Linked DNA regions of Mus musculus: regions 2, 3 and 4 are each linked to region 1. A link is a contact called in public promoter capture Hi-C data. All regions are on one chromosome and are shown on one strand. Each heading gives the region's core, a stretch centred on a gene start, on an enhancer-like site or on the middle of the called end of the contact. The rest is flanking DNA. Distances are from core to core; before and after follow the strand shown.

The links. Promoter capture Hi-C pulls out the DNA fragments that hold promoters and counts their contacts.
Region 2: a promoter capture Hi-C map of the C10 cell line shows a contact between it and region 1, with 4 times the contacts expected there. The contact joins the promoter of Klf3 here to the promoter of Rhoh in region 1. A contact is called at or near these places in 1 of 39 promoter capture datasets (the C10 cell line), 1 of 484 Hi-C or Micro-C datasets (CD8 T cells) and 1 of 115 datasets of contacts at active chromatin or transcription factors (double positive thymocytes).
Region 3: a promoter capture Hi-C map of neutrophils shows a contact between it and region 1, with 2.9 times the contacts expected there. The contact joins the promoter of Pgm2 here to the promoter of Rhoh in region 1. A contact is called at or near these places in 2 of 39 promoter capture datasets (liver and neutrophils).
Region 4: a promoter capture Hi-C map of neutrophils shows a contact between it and region 1, with 4 times the contacts expected there. The contact joins the enhancer-like site here to the promoter of Rhoh in region 1. A contact is called at or near these places in 5 of 39 promoter capture datasets (hippocampal neurons, liver, neutrophils and 1 more) and 1 of 9 other capture datasets (liver).

The regions. Positions count from the first base shown.
Region 1 is chr5:65,860,417-65,865,486 of GRCm38.p6, forward strand. It overlaps Rhoh (ras homolog family member H), which reads left to right and starts at 3,168. Exons shown (of 3, transcript NM_001081105.2): 1 at 3,168-3,465.
Region 2 is chr5:64,801,819-64,806,908 of GRCm38.p6, forward strand. It overlaps Klf3 (Kruppel-like factor 3 (basic)), which reads left to right and starts at 1,703. Exons shown (of 6, transcript NM_008453.6): 1 at 1,703-1,973. It overlaps Gm38457, which reads right to left. Exons shown (of 2, transcript XM_006504241.4): 1 at 2,232-5,090; 2 at 552-2,141. The coding sequence starts at 2,471. The coding sequence ends at 1,677.
Region 3 is chr5:64,091,337-64,096,566 of GRCm38.p6, forward strand. Pgm2 (phosphoglucomutase 2) reads left to right here and starts at 1,603. Exons shown (of 14, transcript NM_025700.3): 1 at 1,603-1,752. The coding sequence starts at 1,648.
Region 4 is chr5:64,486,734-64,491,915 of GRCm38.p6, forward strand. No RefSeq gene overlaps it. Among named protein-coding and RNA genes, the nearest start is that of Gm52815, 6.4 kb to the right of the region's middle. Within about 2 kb of position 1,453, at least 114 of the 459 cell types and tissues checked have an H3K27ac peak or open chromatin away from gene starts, as enhancers often do. A contact at or near this core is called in neutrophils, where this site is marked.

The sequences.
Region 1 (5,070 bases), core at 1,918-4,417:
ACAATGGACCACTTGCCTTGTCTTACTGACCGTCCCTCCTTCCCCACAGCGGCCCAGCTCTGTCTAGAGTGAAAGGTTTCCTTCTTGCTTGCCATTTTGAGCCACCAGTGTTCCCCACCCCCCATCTGTCCCCAGGCTAGACTAAAGTATGAGAAGTTATATCCAGAGAGGATGGCTATGTGTGTGCGCTTGTCTGTCCTGCTTTAAATGTAAGGTATTGGGCCCCTTCTTTTCTTACCAGCCCCATTTATCTCTGTTGAGAGAGAGAGAGAGAGAGAGAGAGAGAGAGAGAGAGAGAGAGAGAGAGAGATTCCTCCTGGCGAGAGCAGGCTTCTCAGATAGGAAGCATGGTCAGGAAGGGAAAGAGGAACTTTGCAGCCCGATGTGGGTGCTACCTTCTCGGTTCCTTCCAGGCTGAGTGGGAGTGCTGGGGCTTGGGAAACACTCAACCCAGCCTAACCCGGGAGTGTGTGTGGCCACACGCGTGCAGACCATATGCAAAGGACGAAGCCTGGAGTAGCTAGATCCTGCTGTGGATGTCTTGCTTCAGATTCAGAGCGGCAGAGGCAGAAGCATCTGGAGGAGGAGGTTTGGTCCACGAGGGCAGCTGACTTTGCCCTTCTCTTTCCTCCCAAGAGTAGGCCCAGCTCACTGGTACCCTGAGGAACCCCCCCCCCCCCCCCCCCCGCAGCCTGCATTCTCCCACCCCCCACAGGTAGATCATTTTGAACTCTTCGGCTTTGGAGTACCAGAGCTTTCAGAAACTGGGTGAGAAAAACCGTTGGTAATGCCTTTCTCAAAGCACAGTTGACGTCAGTCTTCATCTGGATTGAACTGGAACGGCCTGGTGAAACCCAGAGGGTACATCATTGCCCTGTCACACCTGTCCCTAGGGTGTCGAGATGAAATCAGCCTGGCCAAGGAGAGACTGCGGAGGATTCACTGCACAGACCTTGCTACAGGCTGCTTAAGGGTGGCGGTTTGGTTTCCTTCCTCCCTGTGGAAATCCAAAGGCAAAGTGTCTATGTGGGCTTAGCACCCAGGAGCCAGAGGACCACCATCCCCAGCTCGGTAACTAGTGTCGCTTATTTGTTCCTGTGTTTGGGGAACAGCCTCCCTCTGTAGCCCAGGCTGGCCTTGAATTCTTGGTGAACGCTGGGATTACAGTATTGAGCACATGTTTACCCAGTAGTGCTTTGTTTTCTATGTCTTTTTTTCTGCTTCGTATTGCCTGCCAGAACACTTAGAGCCACAAGGGCACAAGCTTTCCTTTTGAACCCAACCCTTGTTTGATTTTTTTTTTTCACTTTTTCTTGACCTCATCTCAACACACATATATTTCTCTATTTAAACTTAAAACACAAGTCTCATAAACCAGACTGGCCTGGAAATGCTCTGTGTATCCCCAAGATGGCCTCAAGTTCCTAGTCCTTTGACTTCACCCTCCTGAGAGATTTCTTGTTTTTTTTTTTTTAAACTCATTTCATCTGGCAGAGGTGTTGGTGTTTGTAGCAGTTGCCCTCACCCTTAGAAACACAAACTCAGAGGCAAAGAAATTATTTGTGCTTTGCCTACCTAATAATATTCCAGTGGTAATCAAGCTTCCCACAAGGAATTTTCTGGAGAGAGACTAAGTTCCTACTTTACTAGTAAATTGCTACGGGGGGGGGGGGGGCTCATAGAGGCTTCTATGTGTCTATTTGTAAGCCTGATGTTGTCTCCTTTCTTCTGTCCATACCACGCTTCAAGTACATTGACCTATCACCCTCCCCTTTCTTTCTCCCTCTCCCTCCCCCTCTCCCCTCCCCTCTCCCCCTCTCCCCTCCCCTCTCCCCCTCTCCCCCTCCCCTCTCTCCCCCTCCCCCTCTCCCCCTCTCCCTCTCCCTCTCCCTCTCTCTGACAGGGTTTCTCTGTGTAGCCCTGACTGTCCTGGAACTCACTCTGTAGACCAGAACTCAGAGATTTGCCTGCCTCTGCCTCCAGAGTGCTGGGATTAGAGACGTGCCATTTAATCCCATTTAAAGTACCTAAGGCCTGGCTAATCCAATCTCATGTCTGCCTTAAGGTCTTTCTGCTGTTTGCCTACTTGGCACTCCGATATTTTGAGCAAGTTACCATCCTGGTCAGTAGCATTTATAGTGATTCAAGACTTAGGGTGGCGGGGCATGGGAAGGGGAGGGGGAGGGGAGGGGGGAGGGTGTTAATACTTCAGGAGAGTCAAATGGCTGGTTTAGGCAGTTTGACCATGGGGTTACATTGTGGCAGATGGTCTCTACACCTGGCTGGCACAGCGAGGAGGGACAAGTACAGTTGTGTTTTTAGTCAAATAATGAAACTCAGAGGGGTCAGAAAACAGCACAGGGTCTAGTACCTCCCGGCCCAGGTGCTGCTCTGTGGCGGTTACTTGACTTTTGCTATGCCCTTCATTTTTAAATTGTTACTAATACTGGCAGCACAACTCATTATTAATAAGGCAGAGTGATCCAGAGAACCCACCGACTGTCTCCTGCTGGGCTGGTGGTGAACTCCGTGTACAGCTGAGTTTTTTTTTTTTTTTTTACAGAGACTCTCTGTGAAGCTCTGGATGTTCTAGAATTCTCTATGTAGACCAGGCTGGCCTTGAACTCAAAGAACTCCACCTGCTTTTTGCCTCTTGAGCGCTGGAATTAAAGGCAGGTGCCATCATACCTGGGAAACCTGGAACTTCTGATCCTTCTGAACATTGGGATAACAGGTGTGTGCCAGGAACTATGGCTTTTATTCAGTACGGGGCACAAACACAGGGCCAGGCAAGTACGCTACCCATAGGCTCCATTCTCAGCCCGGAAGTTAAGTTCTTAGTTAAGTGCTTTTACTTAAGCTTAAGTTAACCGAGACCAGCCAGGACAGTGAAACCGATTTTCCTCTCTTGTTTCATTTCCTGAAAGAATCATCCCAGTTTCACCCCCTTTCCTTCCCTCAACAGGAGGGAATGGAGAGAGAGAAACGATCCAGAAAGGATAAAACGGTAATCAAACAGAAATCCAGCCGTGCAGCAAAAGCCCTATTTGGCCTCTTGCTTGGGTAGGTTTCACAGGCTCATGGAGGGAAACAAACGCACATGCGCACAGGCCCCTAAACCCACACAGGCGAAACCCCTTTGTGGAGAAGCCAGCCACAGGAAACTCACTTCGGCACAGGAACTTGCTAATCGCTTTTGTCACTTTCGGAGTGTTCCTCTGCCTCGGTCACCTCCGACACTGAGGCCCACCACCTTGGGCTGGACTCTGCCAGTCCGGTGTTGCAGCTTTTCCAACAGTGACTCATTGGGAGCCTTGGGGAAGAGAGAGAGAGAGAGAGGTAGACCTCAGGAGGGACTCTCAGCAGTAATAGATTTGAGCTACGTTAGCTTTTACATGGCGTGGAGAGCTACTTAGACTTCCGGAGTCAGTCATTTTGGTGATGAGACTTGGCATTCTACCCCAGGTAAGACTTTTGCCTCTTTAAAAATGTTTTTTCGGTGTCTCAGGAATCTCTGTGATTTTGTTAAGATTTTTTTCTTCTTCTTTAGGCTGAACATTGTAATGACCTTTTTTAATTTGTTGCAAAGTGTAGACTAAACTCAGAGATGGGGGTGTGTTCGGCCGTCTACCCCAACTCTAGAGTCTTAACAAGACACACTTTGGTTTTCTTTCTATTTTGCTTTGTTTTTGTTTTGAGATGAGGTCTTGGATAGCCTGGGCTGGCTGATGTGAAGTCAAAGATGGCCTTGAATTCCTGACCCTTCTGCTTCCACCTCCCAGGTGCAGGAGTTACAGGCATGTGCCACTGAGTCTTAGTTTCTAAGGTATTCCCATATGTTCTTGGGGCTGTGTCAGAGCTTGCTTGTGTGGGGACTTTAGACTTCATGCAGCAGTGTTTGATGAAGGAAATCTAAGGGCCCTCCAGCATCCACAGAGAGCAGCTTTAAAGTTATCTAGCTATGTAGAAAAAAAAAATCGAAATAAAAACCATATCCCAGAATTCCTATCTAGCTATTCTCAATCCCAATGGCCCCTTTCTGTACATTTCTAGATTAAATTTAGTTTCTCAGCAGGTTTCATGCTGTGCACTGCCAATAGATTGGCTGGGCTGTAACATCCACAGCAACAAAAGCTTGGGGGAAAATCACCGGTTTTAGGTGCTTCACTAAATTAAAGTTGTGACAGATGGGTTCAAGCGACCGGATCTAAGATGGTGCTGTGCATGAGAGAAGAGAAATATAAGGAAACCCGTCCTTCGGTGGACCTTCAAGTCTAGTAGTTACAGCGAAAGATACAGGTTAGGAAACAGTTGAAGAAGAAGCTGGGTCACAGAAGCTTTAACAGCTGTAGGGTTTCGAGAAGGGTTCTGGGAGTGAGCTGGAGTGCTCAGAAGGAAGGATGCTTATAAAGGATGGGGGCTTAGCAGGAAGCCTTAGGAAGGATGGGGGCTTAGCAGATGGAGAAGGGGAAGGTTGTTGTAGACTTGGAGGGCCATGTGGACTTTCCATAAAGAGGAGACTGACTGGCCTAGAGACTGGCCCAGTGGTTTACCCTCTGCCGGATCAGGGTTAGAAAGACAGGGTGTGGGCCAGCTGGAGAGATGAATGAGAAGAGACTACATTCTGTAGTTTTAAACCTTCTTTTAGCCATTTGTAGAGGGACTCGGCCAGTTTTGCATCCTTGGGCCACCTTCTGAGTGCTTAGGACTGTTTTGTGATACCCCTTGGGCCTCTAGCAGTGTTCCTTAGTCCATTGTGGATGCAGAGAAAGGCCTGGGGTGGGGGTCGGGGGGAACCTCTGTGTCTGTTTTCCTATTTAAAGACTTTCAATCATCTGTCTTTCTTCTGGGGAGGTTGACTAGGTGGATAAGCAAGTCTCTGACCTTGAAGAGCTTCTCTTTCAAAGAGAGTGAGCCCTTTGGGCCATATAACAGTTGTTTCCACGGACATTCCCTTAGAGAGATAGCATGTTATAGTGATTCCTGGACCATGAAAACTGGAATCTAAAACCATGGCAAATGAGCAAGAACCTGGAGTCCAGGGGCCCATGTTGAAGCTTGGCTCTGTTA
Region 2 (5,090 bases), core at 453-2,952, 1.1 Mb before region 1:
AATCAGTGCTCACTAAGGTGTTAACCCCCACCCCCATCCCCACCCTTCTTATCTTGGGCCACTTTTCAAGCCATCTGATCTACTTTATCTTTTTTTTTCTTTCTATCTCTCATTTAAATCCTAGCCATTCAAATATATTGCTAATGATTGGTCACCTAGGAGCAGCAATTTACAAATCACACACACAAACAAAAACCCAACTTTTTCTTTGACTATTTTATTTGGAAATAAACCACCCAAGACCCTCACCACTTACATTTTAAACAGGACATTATACTGGAATGTGAACTAGTGGGTTCTGGGTCTCCTCAGGACAGACAATTTCAGTGTTGGAGGTTACTGGGTTCTAGTTTAATTGTACCTTGTAGTTACAACAAGGAGTGGGGAATCTATGTATCACTACGTTTTAAGTAGTACCATGCCTGGCTGAAGCATCAAAGTGAAGTGAGAATGGTGAACTTACAGGGCCTTTAAAACATCTTGAAGTAATAACAAGCCATAGACTGAAGCCGGGTTGTTTTAAAACATTACACAGAACTAAAACAATTGAACCAATTTGTCCTTTGTTCTTTTTATTGCGTTCCTTATTACATTAATACTGTTTTAAAAGGAAACTCAAAAGCCTCCGACTCTAGCCTAGCACCAAGCTCAGCGAAGTTGTCCTCGCGCTGGCCTGGTTTCCACGGAAAAAGTGCCTTGAGGCTCTTAAAGTGTGAAAGGAAAGGTCCCGGGGCTGAGCCCCAGGCCAGCCAGAGCTCTCGCCCCAGGTGGGAGGATCTGCCCGAAGTTTGCTAAATTTTCTGGCAGCAAGGCTGACCAGCGAACGCCTTTTCGCTCCAGAGCATCGGGCCCTTGGGGAGTCGCACTCCTCCGGGGGTCTCCACCTTTCCAAGAAAAGTCCCTCCAGGCTGGAAGCGGCCCCTGCAGGGTAGGCGAAAGAACAGGGGCGACCCGAAGTCTCCGAACAGCGCCAGCGCGCAGGCTGCAGCGCGACCCCTGTGCACAAGGCAGCGATCGCTCCTGGAGCACCGCGCTCCCCGACGTAGGGACAGGGCATCCTGGGCCGCAACACCCGCTCCACCGCCCTCTGCCCGGGAGGGGCGGCCCTTCCCGCGGGAGCGAGTGATTGACGGCCTCGCTCCCCCACTCCTCGGCTCGCCTGCGAACCCGGGCTGTGTGTTTTGGAAGCGGCGCTAGGGGCCGTAGAGCGTGTGACGCCCGGAGCGGGCCAACGCCGCCCTTCCTTCCCCCCGGGGCTCGGGCCGCAGCGAGGAGGCCAGGACAGCTAGGGCGGGGCCGCGGGCTCAGGGCGCCGGGCGGAGCGCTCAGGCGGGGTGGAGGCCCAGGGTGGAGAGCCGGGCGGGGGCCGCTCACGCCCAGCCCCGAGGCCGCGCCGCGCCTCCCGGGACAGGTCGAGCCGGCGGGGCGGCGCCCGGCTCCGGGGAATAATGAGTGTCTGTCAGGCTGGCCCCGGGTGACTGGGCGGGGCGCGGGCGGGGGCGGCGCGGGAGGCGGGGGCGGGGAAGGGCAGGGCGGGGTGCGTGTTTGCCAGTGACTCGCCGACCCCTCCGGCGGCTGCCTCCACCCAAGTGGGTGGGGACCCCTCCCAGCCCGGGCGGCTGTGGCGGCTCCCGCTGCCCCTCCCTGACCCTCCCACCCCGGCTCCCAGCCTCTACTTACCCCGCCAGCCCCGGGGAGGCTCGCAGAGCGAGCGGCGCCGGCGTCATGTGACTGCCCAGAGTTGGTGCCAAGGAGCCAGAGGGGAGCGGGGAGCCGAGCCGCGCGGAGCCGCGGCCGGAGCGCAGTGCGAGCGCCACCCGAGCCAACCCCACCCGCGCGTCCGTGCGGTCGCGGTCCCTATCCCGGACGCCGTCCGGCCCGAAGCGCTTGACCTGCCGGCCCGCGGGGTTCCGGGCGCCGGGGAGCCGGGCCTGGGTTTCTTGGCCGCTGCGCTCGGCACCGCGCTTGGCAGAGTAAGTCCCCGCGCCCTCACCTTGCCGTCCTGCGCCCCGCTTTGCGCCGCATCTGCTTGCTTCTCTCTCTTTCTCTCCTTTTTTTTTTCCCTTCGGAGAAAGCAGGACGCGGAGAACGGGTTCGGGGTGCAGCGAGGGCTCCTTCGGGCTTGGGAAAGTGCTTCGGAGCTGGGGTGGAGGAGCGAGGGGGAGGGGATGGCGGGCGGGATCGTGGGATAGGGGAACTCGGTGGATTGGGAGCCCGCGGGCGGGGCTCACCTGTGTGGTCCCGGGTCCCCCGCGCTCGGTTCCCATCGGAGCCCCCGGCGCACCCCGCGAGCGGCCGCGTTGGAAGGAGCCAGGTAGCGGCGAGGCCGCGCGCCTGCTCCTCCCCCTCCCGCCTGGACTCGGGGCTCCCGCCCCCCGCCCGCGCCCCCCAGCTGCCGCCCAGCAAACTTGGAGCCCAGCCTCCAGCGCCCCTGGCGAGAAACTTGGGGGCGATTGGGACTGAAGAAGCATCCCCTTTTCCGTACCCGGAGCGCGCTAACTGCTGGGTCATTTGGCTTGTGGGGGAAGGCAGGGGGGAGGAAAAGAACCACCGAGGTTTGGAGAGACTGCCTTTGGGGACTTGGAGAGAACCTGCCGCAGTGCCTGAAGCAAAGGATTGCAGCGTGGCTAGCAGTGCAGAGCGCCTTCGGTGTTAGGGAACCGGAGCCCTGTAGGGACCACAGGACAGTGGTGTGGACCAGAACCTTTGGATAGCTTGGAGGTGGCAAATAAGAGTTGGAATTGTCATATCCATGTCTTTGGCGGATAACAGAAACACTTCTGTAAATTTTTACTGCAGTACTTACAATAGTAGTATTTTACAATAATACTAATTGAATATGAATGAGCCTTTGAATAATTCAGGTTAAATGGACACTGGATAATGTTTACCTTGTATTCTTCAAAATAAACACTTTACACAGAGTCATTGAGATTTTATTTTACACGGAGTCATGAGATTTGGTTCTAAGAACTTATATTTTTTTTCCTCTAATATTGTTGGAGATACTTTATTCTCAAGAGTGGTGTTGGGGGGGAAGTATGAATTGGTATTCTGAATTCATTTGGATTTGATATCTTGTCACTAAGCAAAATTGAGTGAACGTGGGCCAGTTAAGATAAATGAGAACTTTATGCATAAATTTGAGGAACACTTTTTATAAGAAATTCTGCTTGCATGATAACTTGCCTCATCCCAGGAATGTAACAAACATCTTAATAATTTTGTAAGTTAGGGTTTATGAAGAAAGAGCCCCCTGAGTTATTCCGTGGCTTAAACGTGCGTGTTTACCTTAGGCTGTTTAGAGAAACCTGAAAGAAGATGTTTGATTAATTTATACTCCCTAGAGAAAAATCAGTTTTCTCATCATTGAGGTTTGCTGCAGACCGTCGCCGCTAGCCAAGTCCTGTGGAGGTGCTCTGTAGTGACCATTTGGCTGAAATTAAGGAGAGTATCAAAGTGTAGGAGTGACAGTAGCTGCTTGGGTTGCAAACCCTTCCCAATACAAAACTACATAGCTGTGGAGGGAGCTATTGTCTCTCTGCTGCAAAGTTTCTATATTAAAATGCAATCTTGTTGCTATGGGTACAGCGATGCCTTTCCCCCCTCCCCCCCTTTTTTTTCTTGTTAACCTGTAGTTTTGTCTACAGACCAATCCGTAAGTCCCTGATAATGGAAACCTGAGTTGAGTTAAATCATCTTGGCTAACAACATGTAAAGAAAAAACTACTGTGGGTGGGACTTTAAATGGACCCTGCTGCCTTTGAATATCTCAGGGAAAAGAGTCATTGTTAGATTATCTGGTAAAACTGGTGCTGGAGTTTACGAATTGCAGTAAAAATCACATTCCCAAAAGGGTGACTTTCAGTAGCTTTATGTGGAGAACCAGTGAGTAGCTATGTCCTTGACTACATTTGAAAAAAAAAAAAAACGAGATTTTCAAGTGGCTAAAGAGGCCAAGTCTGTCTTCTGTCTAGCTGTGACCAAAGGAAGCTTGAACTAGGTCCAGCTTTGGTTCTGTGGGATAACCCAGTTGTAACCTGGATTTTTACAGCAGTGCCTTCTCTAGATCTTCCTCAATATGCATGATGGCTAGATCTGGGCTAGATCTGATCATTTTCCATCGTAGAATTTAGTCAGGGCTGTTAGCCCTTGGGACCTGGCTGAAAGGGACAAAAGAAATCAGGAAGGAGGCTGGCACTAGGTAACTCGGAAGGTCTCTGCAGCTTGGAGATGATAAAATCGCATGTGTGCTTGGGATGTTTAGTGTATGCCCCAGCTCCTGTTTGTAAATAGGGCAGGTCCCCTTGTATAAAGCTGGTGTTATTATTCACACCCATAGAACAAACACCTCCACCCCCCTGTTGTTGTCTTAAAAAACTCCAGCTGCTCATGAATATAGGGTCAGGGAGGGCTGGCTAAATGTTTCTCTGTGCTCTCTCTCCAGCACTGCCGGCCGGGCTGTTTCCTGTTCTTTGTTTCAAGGCTGGGGTTTGCGTCATACATTCCAAGTGGCATATGTGTGCTCTTTCCTGTTTCAGGCTGTTTTCTGGTCGATCAGTAGCCTAAACCAGGCCATGGTCCCTGCCCCTAAACTTTGTATCCCCACCCAGGGAGCTATCATGTCTCTACACTGTGATTGCTCAAGATGCCTGTGTTATGTCATAATTGAGAAGTCAGTTAACCTTTTAACACACACCCTTTGCCCCACTGTTAAAGGGGCAAATCGATACTTTTTACCTTTTAAAAGTTATCCCGCTGATGGGATGTTAGGGATTTTGTGGGCATATGGACAAATCTAAAGGAAGGTGTTTTTGCAGTTTTCCTGTGAAGGTGGATACAGCCATTGTCGGGAGATAGGCACACTGCCCTGGAGCTGTCAAGTTTAGATCAGGATTAACACCTTGGAGTTAAAGATCTGGCATTATGCGAAAGCTCTGGCCCACCCTTGCTCATTTTCACTCTGGGCTGCCCCAGGTAGACCCAGGGGATGGAAAATTTAAATAGCTTAGCCACCTGGGCTTGAGTTGCAGAGTCTTGCTTGTTTTGAAGGAGAAATCTCTAGAAAAAATTATTCAAGCAAACCATGA
Region 3 (5,230 bases), core at 353-2,852, 1.8 Mb before region 1:
CACACACACACACACACACACACACCGTAGATAAATGTAGTTTTTTAAAATTTCAAAATTGAGACATAACTTATAGCTGGTAACCATGGTTCTAAGTTTTGACGAGCACCTGGATCCAGGAAATCACAAACCCAGAGTCGCTTCCCTTAACCCCCAGTGACCTTTGCAGTGAATCCCCATATCCAGTTCTGGAAAATACTGATTTGTTTTCTTTCTTTGTGCTTTTCTTAGTCAGTGTCTGTCAGACCCAATGTCTGTCAGAGGTCTGAATTCTTTCACTCTATGGGATGGTTGTGAGCTACATCCATGAAGTTGTATACAGTTCTTCATTCTCACTGGGCTGTGTAACTCATGGCTTATCGATCATCATTTATGTATATGATTTAGAATGAATATACCACTACATATTTATCCATTCTATTGTTGGCAATCTGGATGTGTATGGTTGGAGCTTTTTGCGACTAAATCTGCTAGAAACCTTTTAAAAAGTTGTGTGTGTGTATGTGTGTGTGTGTGTGTGTATGTTTGTATTTTGCCTGCATACATGTCTATGCACCATGGATATATATGACAATGGAGGTCTGAAAAGGATGCAGGATCCCCTGGAACTGGAGTTTCAGACCATCCTGAGCAGCCATGCTAGTGCTGATAATCAAACTTAGGTGCTCTGGAAGAACAACCCGTGCTCTTAACTGCTTTGGATTTTTTTTGTTTAATTGTTTTTTCTTTCGTTTTAGGGTTGTTTGTTTGTTTGTTTGCTTGTTGAGACGAGATCTCACACTGGAACCCACGGTGAACTGGAACTCACTTTGTAGGCCAGGCCCTGAACTCACAACAGTCCCAACAGTCGGGACTGCAGGAGCGAGGAAGGCATCATGTGCGGCTCAGAACCATTCTTGCTTGTGCTTCCCCGTGCCCAGCCAGGTGTGCACATACATCACCCAGCTGACCTGGAATTCTCGTTTGTGTGTGGCGACCTCAGGCGGATGAGTCGACATTCTTTTTACATTTTCTAGTGTGAAAATCCAGTTGACCCGGTGCCTTGAAATTACAACTCGTCCTTCCGGTTGCTCTTCTGACATAAACTGTCTTTGCAAGTGTTATCTCATTTCTGGCTCGTTGGTCTATTTGATTTATTTCCCACTTGGCTCTTCTTTTTCAAGATTTGTTTCCCCCTCTGCTATTCTCTAATTTAATTTACATTTTGAGATAGGATCTCCCTATGTACCCCTAGTTAGTCTAGAGTTCACTATGTAGATCAGATTGGCCTCTAACTCACAGAGACCTGCCTGCCTCTGCCATGTGGCTACTGGCCTGCGCCAATGTGCTCTGCTTCCCAGCGCAGTCAGACTAGCATCTCAGGTGTGATGGGCACCAAATGCATACTTGATGTTTGCTGGAGGACCCTGGGTATGTAGGGCCTAGGAGACTAGAGTAAGGCGAGCCTCCAGCTCTCCTAACAACAAAGCACTCCCCAATTGCCTGGCCCTCCGGGAAGCACACCCACTAATGGCGAGTCTGGAACCGGGCGGGGCTGCTGCACGTCCTCTTCCCTCCGGCTCTCTGACTACGCCTCTTTCCCCGCCCTCTCCCCGCCCCTCCAGAAGGGTGACCCGGCCTCCTCCGCCCGGTTGTGACTGCTGCGGGATGGCGGCGGCGACACCGACAGAGACACCGGCTCCGGAAGGCAGTGGCTTGGGTATGGACGCGCGACTGGACCAGGAGACCGCGCAGTGGCTGCGTTGGGACCAGGTAAGGGCCGATCTCCGGCTCTTCGGTTCTCGGGCGCCGTGGCTTGTCCGGCAGGGAGCCGGGCCCAGCTTCCTTCTTTCCTTCCCTGCCTCGCCACACGGTGCCTGCTCGGCATAAGCTGTTGCGGGACTGGAGACAGCTGTGTGGCTCGCCCGGCTGCTAGACCCGGTAGAGGAGCGAGCTGGGGGGCGGGGAGTGGGGTGGAGAGTGAATGTAGCGGGCCTGGGACCCGGGGTAGTCCACGCACGAGAAGGTTTTTGAGGTTCTGTGATGGGCTGAGCATCTTCATCCATTCAGAATCCGCTCTGTCCCGCCTTTCCCGGGACCTGGACTTCTCCACAGTCCAGACCACCTTTTCTGATTTCATGGATACTACCGGGTCCCTGATGGGCCAGGCTGACAGGGAGTTTTCCAGAGAACATACACTCCACTGGGAAGGTGACAGGGAACGCTTTGGCCCCAGCTGCGCCTTTCCCCTGTAATGTCTTAGTCAGTCGGCCAGCTCCGGACATCACTTCCTTTGCCCTCTACAAGTTCTCTCTGACCTGTGCTTTCGCGTGTCCTGTTGCTTTCCCGCAATGTTCCTCTTGCCGGTGTTCTGCTGACTTTATTTCTCTTGTCGTTTTTCCTGTGTGAACTTAGCGGATCTTTCCTGTCTCCCAAGTGCAACTCAAACTCTCTCTCTAGACAGCCCAGGCCTTTGGTTCCCTGCTCTTCCTGGAATTGAAAGACAATCCCTTACAGGCTTGTTTGTTTAAAATTTGTCGGTATCCAGGGCTGACTTCAGGAGGTGAGACCCACGCAGATCCACTGAACCTGTACTCAGGGAAGGGCCCAAGCCGTATTTTAAAGCACTACTTTGAGATTCTCTATTGTTAAACACGGAGTCTTTCGTTCTAATTGTGCACTGGCCCCCCCTGAAAATTATGTAGCTGGTGCTGTGTGTCTCTGCTGCTTTCCGTGGTCTATAGTACCGTAGTACCGTAGTGCCGTACTGCATGTCTATAGTTGGTCCCTGAAACATTTGGTGACTGGATAGAGGCTGGAAGGCTCAGCAGAGGCCTTTGCTCGCTCACACCTAGAAAATGAATAGTCAGGCCATCCTGGAAACAGGATGGCAGTGCTAGCGCCTCATGGGAGGTTTTGTTTTGCTTTGTTGTGGATTTTTTTTTTCCTGGAAACATAAAGCATTCCAGGATGTTTAAGGGGAGGAAACTGTTTCCATTTCTGATCACTTAATAACTTGCATTGTGTAGCTGTCCTAACACCTCAGCTAAGAAGTCTTGTGTGTGTTATTGGGCTCTTGTACCACTTGACTAAGTGTCTGACAGAGACTGAAGGGGCGGGAAAGAACTGCTCTGCTCACACTCTGAGATGCTCTTATCCTTCATGGTAGAAAGGAGTAGCAGAGCTGTTGGCTAAGGAGCAGAGAAAGGGGGAATACAGGAAGAGGCCATTGAGGAAATATACCATCCTGTGACAAGTCCCAGTATCCTCGATTCTCCAACTTGCTCCCAGTTCCCACCATTTGTCACCTCCTCATAATCCCGGCATATTATGGATCCATCAAAGGAGGGACCCTTTGATCCCATCAGAGCCTGGGATCTATTGGTCTTCAGAAGGTACTTCACAGATGGGCTCAGAAGTGAGCAGAAAATGTAATTACTGTAGAACATGGAATCTGTCTTGGATGTCCACGGTACCTCCGTGGAAACTTGTCCTTTTCTCCTCTGGAGATGCTTCAATGTTCTTTTCCCAATCCGAGGTGTGTCTTTGTGGTGTATGGCTGTGTCTGTGTTCATGTGCTTGTGTGTAGCTGTGTGGGCACCTGTGGTGCATGTTTGTGCAGAGAGGCCAGAGGCTGAAAGTACCTTCCTCATTCATTCTGCTTTAGCTAGGGTAGAGTTAGTTGTTGCTGTGAAGAGACACCATAACCAAGGCAACTCTTATAAAGGACATTTAATTGGGGCTGGCTTACAGTTTCAGAGGTTCAGTCCATTATCATCATAATAGGAAGCATGGCCGCATGTAGGCAGGCACTGTGCTAGTGAAGGAGCTAAGAGTTCTACATCTTGTTCTGCAGGCAAACAGAAGCTGTCTTCCAGGCATCTAGGAGGAAGATCCCCCAAAGCCCACCCCCACAGTGATACACTTCCTCCAACGAGGCCTCCTAATAGTGCCACTCCTTGGCCCAAGCATACTCTCATTGAACGAGGAGCCGATTGGCTAAATTCTAAATTGTCTGAACCACCCACTCTATGCATACATAGTCTGTCTACCTCCAGCATTAGATTTACAGATGAGCTCTGCTTGGCCGGGCTGGCTAGTGCATGCCGGGGACTTGAGCTTGGGTCTTAAAGCTTGCATAGCCAGCAGTTAACTGATGGAGCTGACTTTAGCCCCTCTCAGTTCCTTTAACTGGAGATGGGTGCCTCTCTGGGAAGGACCTATTCATTCTTCAGGGGACCTCCCACCAGCTAAAAGGTTGCAGAGCCACCCATGCTGGCAAGGACTCTAGTTGTGCTCTCTGCATGGTTATTATATCCCCTCCCCTGTGCCTCCCTCTTCTGTCCGTTTTCCTTCACCCCCAGGTCTGACCCTTATCTCTGCTGCTCTCTTCTTGACTTTTCTTTATCTCTTTGCTTTGTTCTCTCAGGCTGCTGAGTCTTTTCTAGCAATCCAAGACCAGTTAAGACTTTTGAAATCCACAGTAGGCCTCAGAGACGCCCTGGATATTGGGTGTGGCCAGGAAGTCTGTGTTGTCTCAGCCACTCAGCAGATGTTTGTTGTGCTCCCTTTGTATGACAGCTCTGAGCCTTGCCTTGGGGGCACCTGCCGGTGTAATGGGTAAGATGGTTCTCTGGGGTTGGAATCTAGTGTTAATCAAAAGGTTGGTCCCAGTTCCTGTTGAAGCTGGAACTATCTGGAACTATAGGCTTGATTGAAGCCAAGGTTTTATGGCGACCACATTTCAAAGTTTAATTATGGGGCCTTATCTTGCCCAGTGTTCATTTTGGGGAGTGACGATTAGAAGTGCTTCACTCCAGCCTTCCCTCAATTCTTAATGTAAAAGTCCATGTGGAGTTAGGTAATTCTCCAATCTTCACATCTCCAGCAATCGTTCTGTGAAGAAAACAAGGCAAGTGTACATAAATGATTCATGTCCTTATCTGTTTGCAATTAAGGTAATAGAAAAAGCACTAGGCTAATGTTCACCATGCAGTTAAGCAAGCCATTCAATTTCTGTAGTGTAAAATACTACCAAAACCATCAGCTATTATTGACCTGACTTAGAGTCATTGAAACACGACCAGATACAAAGGGAACACTTTGTAAGAATTATAAAGCACTACAAAAGTACGGTCTCGATTGTACTGACTGACCTACCACCCTGGAACAGTTTGAGGACCTTAGGGAAGGAGATGAACATCACAACTCAGTGTCAGACCAAGACGAAGTCATTTCAAACCTTGAAAAA
Region 4 (5,182 bases), core at 203-2,702, 1.4 Mb before region 1:
CAGTGTGGAGATGGAAGTATCTCCAGGACCTCACCCCGGCTTCCCAATGGTTCCCTGGTTCTTGTGATCTCAACTGACCTATTGTAGATGCTATAGGTAAGGTTTATTACAGAGTAATTGGAAACACTCTCACAGAGTGAGACTAGACAATGGCCAGAGAGACCATTACAAGGAGCTACACATTTAGTGTGACTCATAGCACTTTCTGAAGTCTCTGGGGGCAGAGAGCTTTCCCAAGGGGCATTTTCCTGCTTGAGTGACTGACAGGCCTATCTAGATGAATTCTTCAAGAGGAAGACAGTAACAAGTCTTTGTTCCTTACCAAAAGGCCTCCAGCAATCTTGGGATCTTTTTGGGTAGTTCAGACAGTCTCTCTTCCCCATGGCCAAAGATATGACTCTCACCCCATTTTTTTTTTCTGAAATCATGCATCAGCACAGATTAGCAAGAAGTAAAGAAAGAAAACTAAGCAAGTATAAGGAATAACCATGCTTTCTTTAGCAGAAGCAGGAAGGTCTTCCCTGCCTGGACCCCAAGAAAGCATGCTATGTCCCCCTTTCTCACCTATGTCTAATCCATAGTCCCCCGTCGTGGGATCTTAGATCTTGGGGGCAACTTGATATCTTCTCTCCATTTCCACATGCCTAAGAAGGTCAATTATGATGTTTCCCCCCTTTTATAAAACAGAGAGGCAAGATGGCGTCCAAAGCTGATTATGAAGGAGGAGGTTCATCCTCAGCAACCTTCAAGCTTGCTCATTTCTAAGTAGCAAACACTATCAACAATCATGAAGTCTGGAGCTTAGAAGAATGTGGTAATGTGCAGGACTAGAAGGGAGGGAGCCCTGTTTCGAGGTTGCATCCACACTTTTAAACTCTCCTGAAGTCTCTATGATAAGAGGAATCTAACCGAAACGATTGGCTTGCAAACATCTCGGCACTACTAAGTACAACACACACAGGGCCATTCTATCAAAGCCTTGAGTTAGAGGTCCGCTCTGAGAACCATGCTCTGCAGACCATGCTCTGAGGACCACGCCCCGCTGTGAGAAAAACAGAGCCGACCTCACACCTTGGTACCTCCCCGTCTTCAATAGATTAAAAAGGACTGCAGCAAGAGCTTGCAAGCCTCTCTCTCACTTCCTCTCTCTTGCTCAGGAGAACTGTGAGAACTAACTGTTGATCTGAAAGCAACCATGATTTGCTACAGAGGTGCGAGCTTGCACAGAGACCTGTGAAATCCCACAGAACACAGGAAGTGTCTAATTCCGCTGGATCGGGCTGGTGTCAAGGCAGCTGACAGCTTCAGAGCCAAGAGCCTCCAGAATCCTTTTTGGTAAGGAATGTCAGCTACAAGGGGAATCCCTACCTCACCATCTACACAGAGTTCAAAGGAAATGCAGATTTAATCATTTGGTTTCTGTGTGACTTTCAAGTCAAAGTGAAACTAGAATGTGAATATCAGAGCGTGTGAACCTTTTTGGTACGAAGCCTGGGTTCCCCTCTTACTGCTGCGGTGTGTAGAGGATTGTGCAATGTAATAGCAGCATCCAAGATACACAGGGTCTCTGCTTCGACTCTCAAGATGACTGCTGATGCTCGGAGCTGAGCTGCAGAGTGCAGCAGCTCATTGTTTGGGCCAGGAGTGTGCACGTGAAAAATGACTCGCCGCACACTCTGCTTCCATTCTGGTGCTCCGGGAATGGATTGACTTCAAAGAACTCTTTAAAAATTAAAGTTAGGGGGACTGGAGAGATGGCTCACTGGTTGAGATTACTGACCGCTCTTCCAGAGGAGCCAGGTTCAATTCCCAGCACCTATATGGCAGTTCATAACTGTCTGTAACTCCAAGATCTGACACCCTGATGCAGACATACATGCAAACAAAACACCAATGCACATGAAATAAAACTAAACTTAGAATGCCACCTAGCAGTAGTGAAACTAAGTTCAATCCCCAGAGCCATTAAATAAATATAATGCATGTATATGCATATATACATATACATAATCTATTTATAATTTATATTTCTCCATTGGTGAACAAAAGTTAGAATACATGTTCATTGTTAAAAATAAGAAACAGAACACGGGTGATGACCAACCTAAACATCACCAGTGTGGTCTTACACAAATAGGTTCCCTTTTCTTATTTCATTTAGAAACCCACTAAGCAATTGGTGTAATACTCCATTTAGAGCAAGAACACCACAGAGTTGTCTCTGATATCCACATAAATGCTATGACATGCTTGCCTCCCTATATACACACATCATGTATGTGTGTGTGTAAACACATACACACACACACACACACACACACACACACACAGAGAGAGAGAGAGAGAGAGAGAGAGAGAGAGAGAGAGAGAGAGAGATATTAAAAATAAATCTAGTACCAGAACCTGAGTTTGATCCCCCAAACCATGTAAAAAAAAAATCCAACCATGTGATGTATGCTTGTAATTCTAGCTCAGGGGAGGGAGAGCCAGGCAGACAGATCCCTTTGTCTGAAGAAAGAAAGTGGATGTCTCCATGGAAGGACACCTGAAGTTAACCTCTGACCCCCACAGGCATGCACATGCATATGAACATGTACCCACACACATGAACATACACAGGAAAACACTTCTCTTACGCCATGCATACCATAATTTGTATAAAATTCCACCATAAAGGAGAGCTGGTTTCAGCTTCCTTTATTATAAACTATACTGCAGCAACTATATGTGAATACACATTTTTTTCTGTTTAGCATCAATTTCGTACTATTAAATTTTCAAAAAATTGAAATTAAGACCAAATTTCAGTGGTTTTTAATGTTTCATAATTAACTTTGCTTCTTTACCATGGCTTTAAAAATATTTATAAAGGGCTGGAGAGATGGCTTAGCTGTTAAGAGCACTTGGCTGCTCTTTCAGAAGTCCTGAGTTCAAAACACCAATGCACAGAAAATAAAAATACAAAATAAAACCCAACAAAAACCTATAAGATACCAATTATGAGGACAAACTTGGGGTCTCAAACTTTATAAATACTTCTTGAAACATGCAAGACTGCCTTGGTAAGTAGGCCACTTAACCAGTGGGAAGGGACTGTGTCCGGCTGCCCTCAGCGAAAGGCAATGGTCTGTGTTCCCAAGGTCACCAGGCCCCTTTGTCCATTCTTCCCGTTAGCCCCAGGGTGGCCACCTTGGTGAAATCTCCTATTTCTGTTTTCACCATAATCCATTTTTAAATTTGTGTTTCAGGAGAGGCAGCTGAGCCCTGCTTATTGGTGCTGCCAGAGAAATGACACTTTTGGGGAATGAGCCACTCAAAGGAACTTGACTGAAAAGGGAGCAGAAGGATGGAATGGCCCCAGGGACCTGTGGTCCTTCCTGATCCCTTGGTGTTTTGAGGCTCTTTTGAACTCTTTGGATTCACTTTGAACTAATCTAATAGGAAACCTCTGTTCCTATATTGTGGGGCTCCCCTGAGTCCCTAGATTCCTTAGAGTGATTTGGGCATCTGTTTGTCTGGGCAAGCTTTGTCTTTGGGGCTCTTTCAAGCCAATCTGCACTTCTTTTGAGCTATTTAGAATCATGCTGGCGTGACATAGAAGCTTGAATTCTGTGCCTGGGAGCAGGGAATGGGCTACAAGGCACACAGAGACAAAGGTATTTGGGAGATTCTGTAGTTCCTGTAACCATGGAGAATGCTAAGTCAGCATTCTTGCTGGTGGTGGGGGGTTGGGAGTGGGGTGGGGTCCCTGAGGAGGGATTCTAGCTGACTAGCGGGTTTATAGACTTATGCACTGAATTGGTGTAATTGTTTTTTTATATGTCATCGAATGAATCAGCCTCTCAAAGCCTGTATCTATGGTGATTGACTTGATCAGTTTTAAAAATAGGCTGACAGTAGCAATGGTCTGATTAAGCCTTTGTCTAAGAGGGGCAAGAGAGATGCTGAGTGGGAAAATGGTGCCTCGGCTGATGACTTGAGATAGACCCCTGGATCCCACATAGTGAAAGAAGAAAACAGACTCCTGTAAGTTGTCCTTTGACCTCTGACGTATGCTCAGTGTCTAGAATACCACCCGGTTCCTTATTTAGAAGGAACACAGCAGCCCAGAGGTGTGTGGTGATTGGTTAGCATGAACCTTGAGCAAACCTCTTGGTGGTGAGACCAAGACCACAGGGCAAAACTTCATCTGCCCTCCACCTGCAAGCTGAAGTTGCTCTTGGCACACCTAATATGAAGTGTGTGTGTGTGTGTGTGTGTGTGTGTGTGTGTGTGTGTGTATCATAATTATATAGAAGCGGCTAAGTTTTTTTTTTCTTTTTTCTCCTTTCCCCCTCTGCTGCTCTTCCTTTTGAAAGCGGGCAGAGGGCCAGCTACTGGCCAGGTCTAGGTAATCTGCAGGCAAGTTACAATGGATCTGAATCTGAGGTTGTGGGAAAATACTGGTTATTTTAAAACCCAGCTGTTGTTCCCTGCTTAGAGACCGAGGAATGACTTTAGAGAATTTAGCCACATGGTTGGGCCAGTTGTGTCCTGATTTTATTCTGTCCTAAGTATTCCTTGGCCCCGTTCTTTTTTAAAATGTAGTTGAGATTATTCATAGCTAGGTTTTCCTAAATGGCAAATGTACAGAAAACTGTTTATGCTTGCTTTCTCCCTAGGGCTCTGAAAGGGTAAGCCAATTCGAGAGTTAAGAATTCTAATTCCATACGTAGAAAACTGAAAGAATTTTAAATTGTGTTTTAATGTGAAGGAACGTGAGAAGGGTAAGAATGCATCTTATCGTATTAAGAAATGATTGCCTACATTCTAACCTTTGTAAAAGGCTGTTATGAAATGTAAATGTATCTAGAGGTTTTTCTAAAAGCAAATGCATTTCAATGACATAAAACTAGAACACAACTCTCTCTGTAAAGCAGCAGATCTTTCTGTTGTTTTTATTTGTCTGTTGGTAGACAGGCTCTCTATGCATGGCCCTGGTTGTCCTGGAACTCACTATGTAGACAAGGTGGGCCCTCTGCCTCCTAAGGTACCATGTGCCACCATGCCTGGCCTAACAAATCTTTCTTTAAGATGTTGTTTTGTTCATAGTAACATTTGCAAACAACCAAAACGAAACAAAACTGACAAAAAAAAAGAGAGAGATAGAGCGAGAGAGAAAGATTTTCAGAAAATAACAACA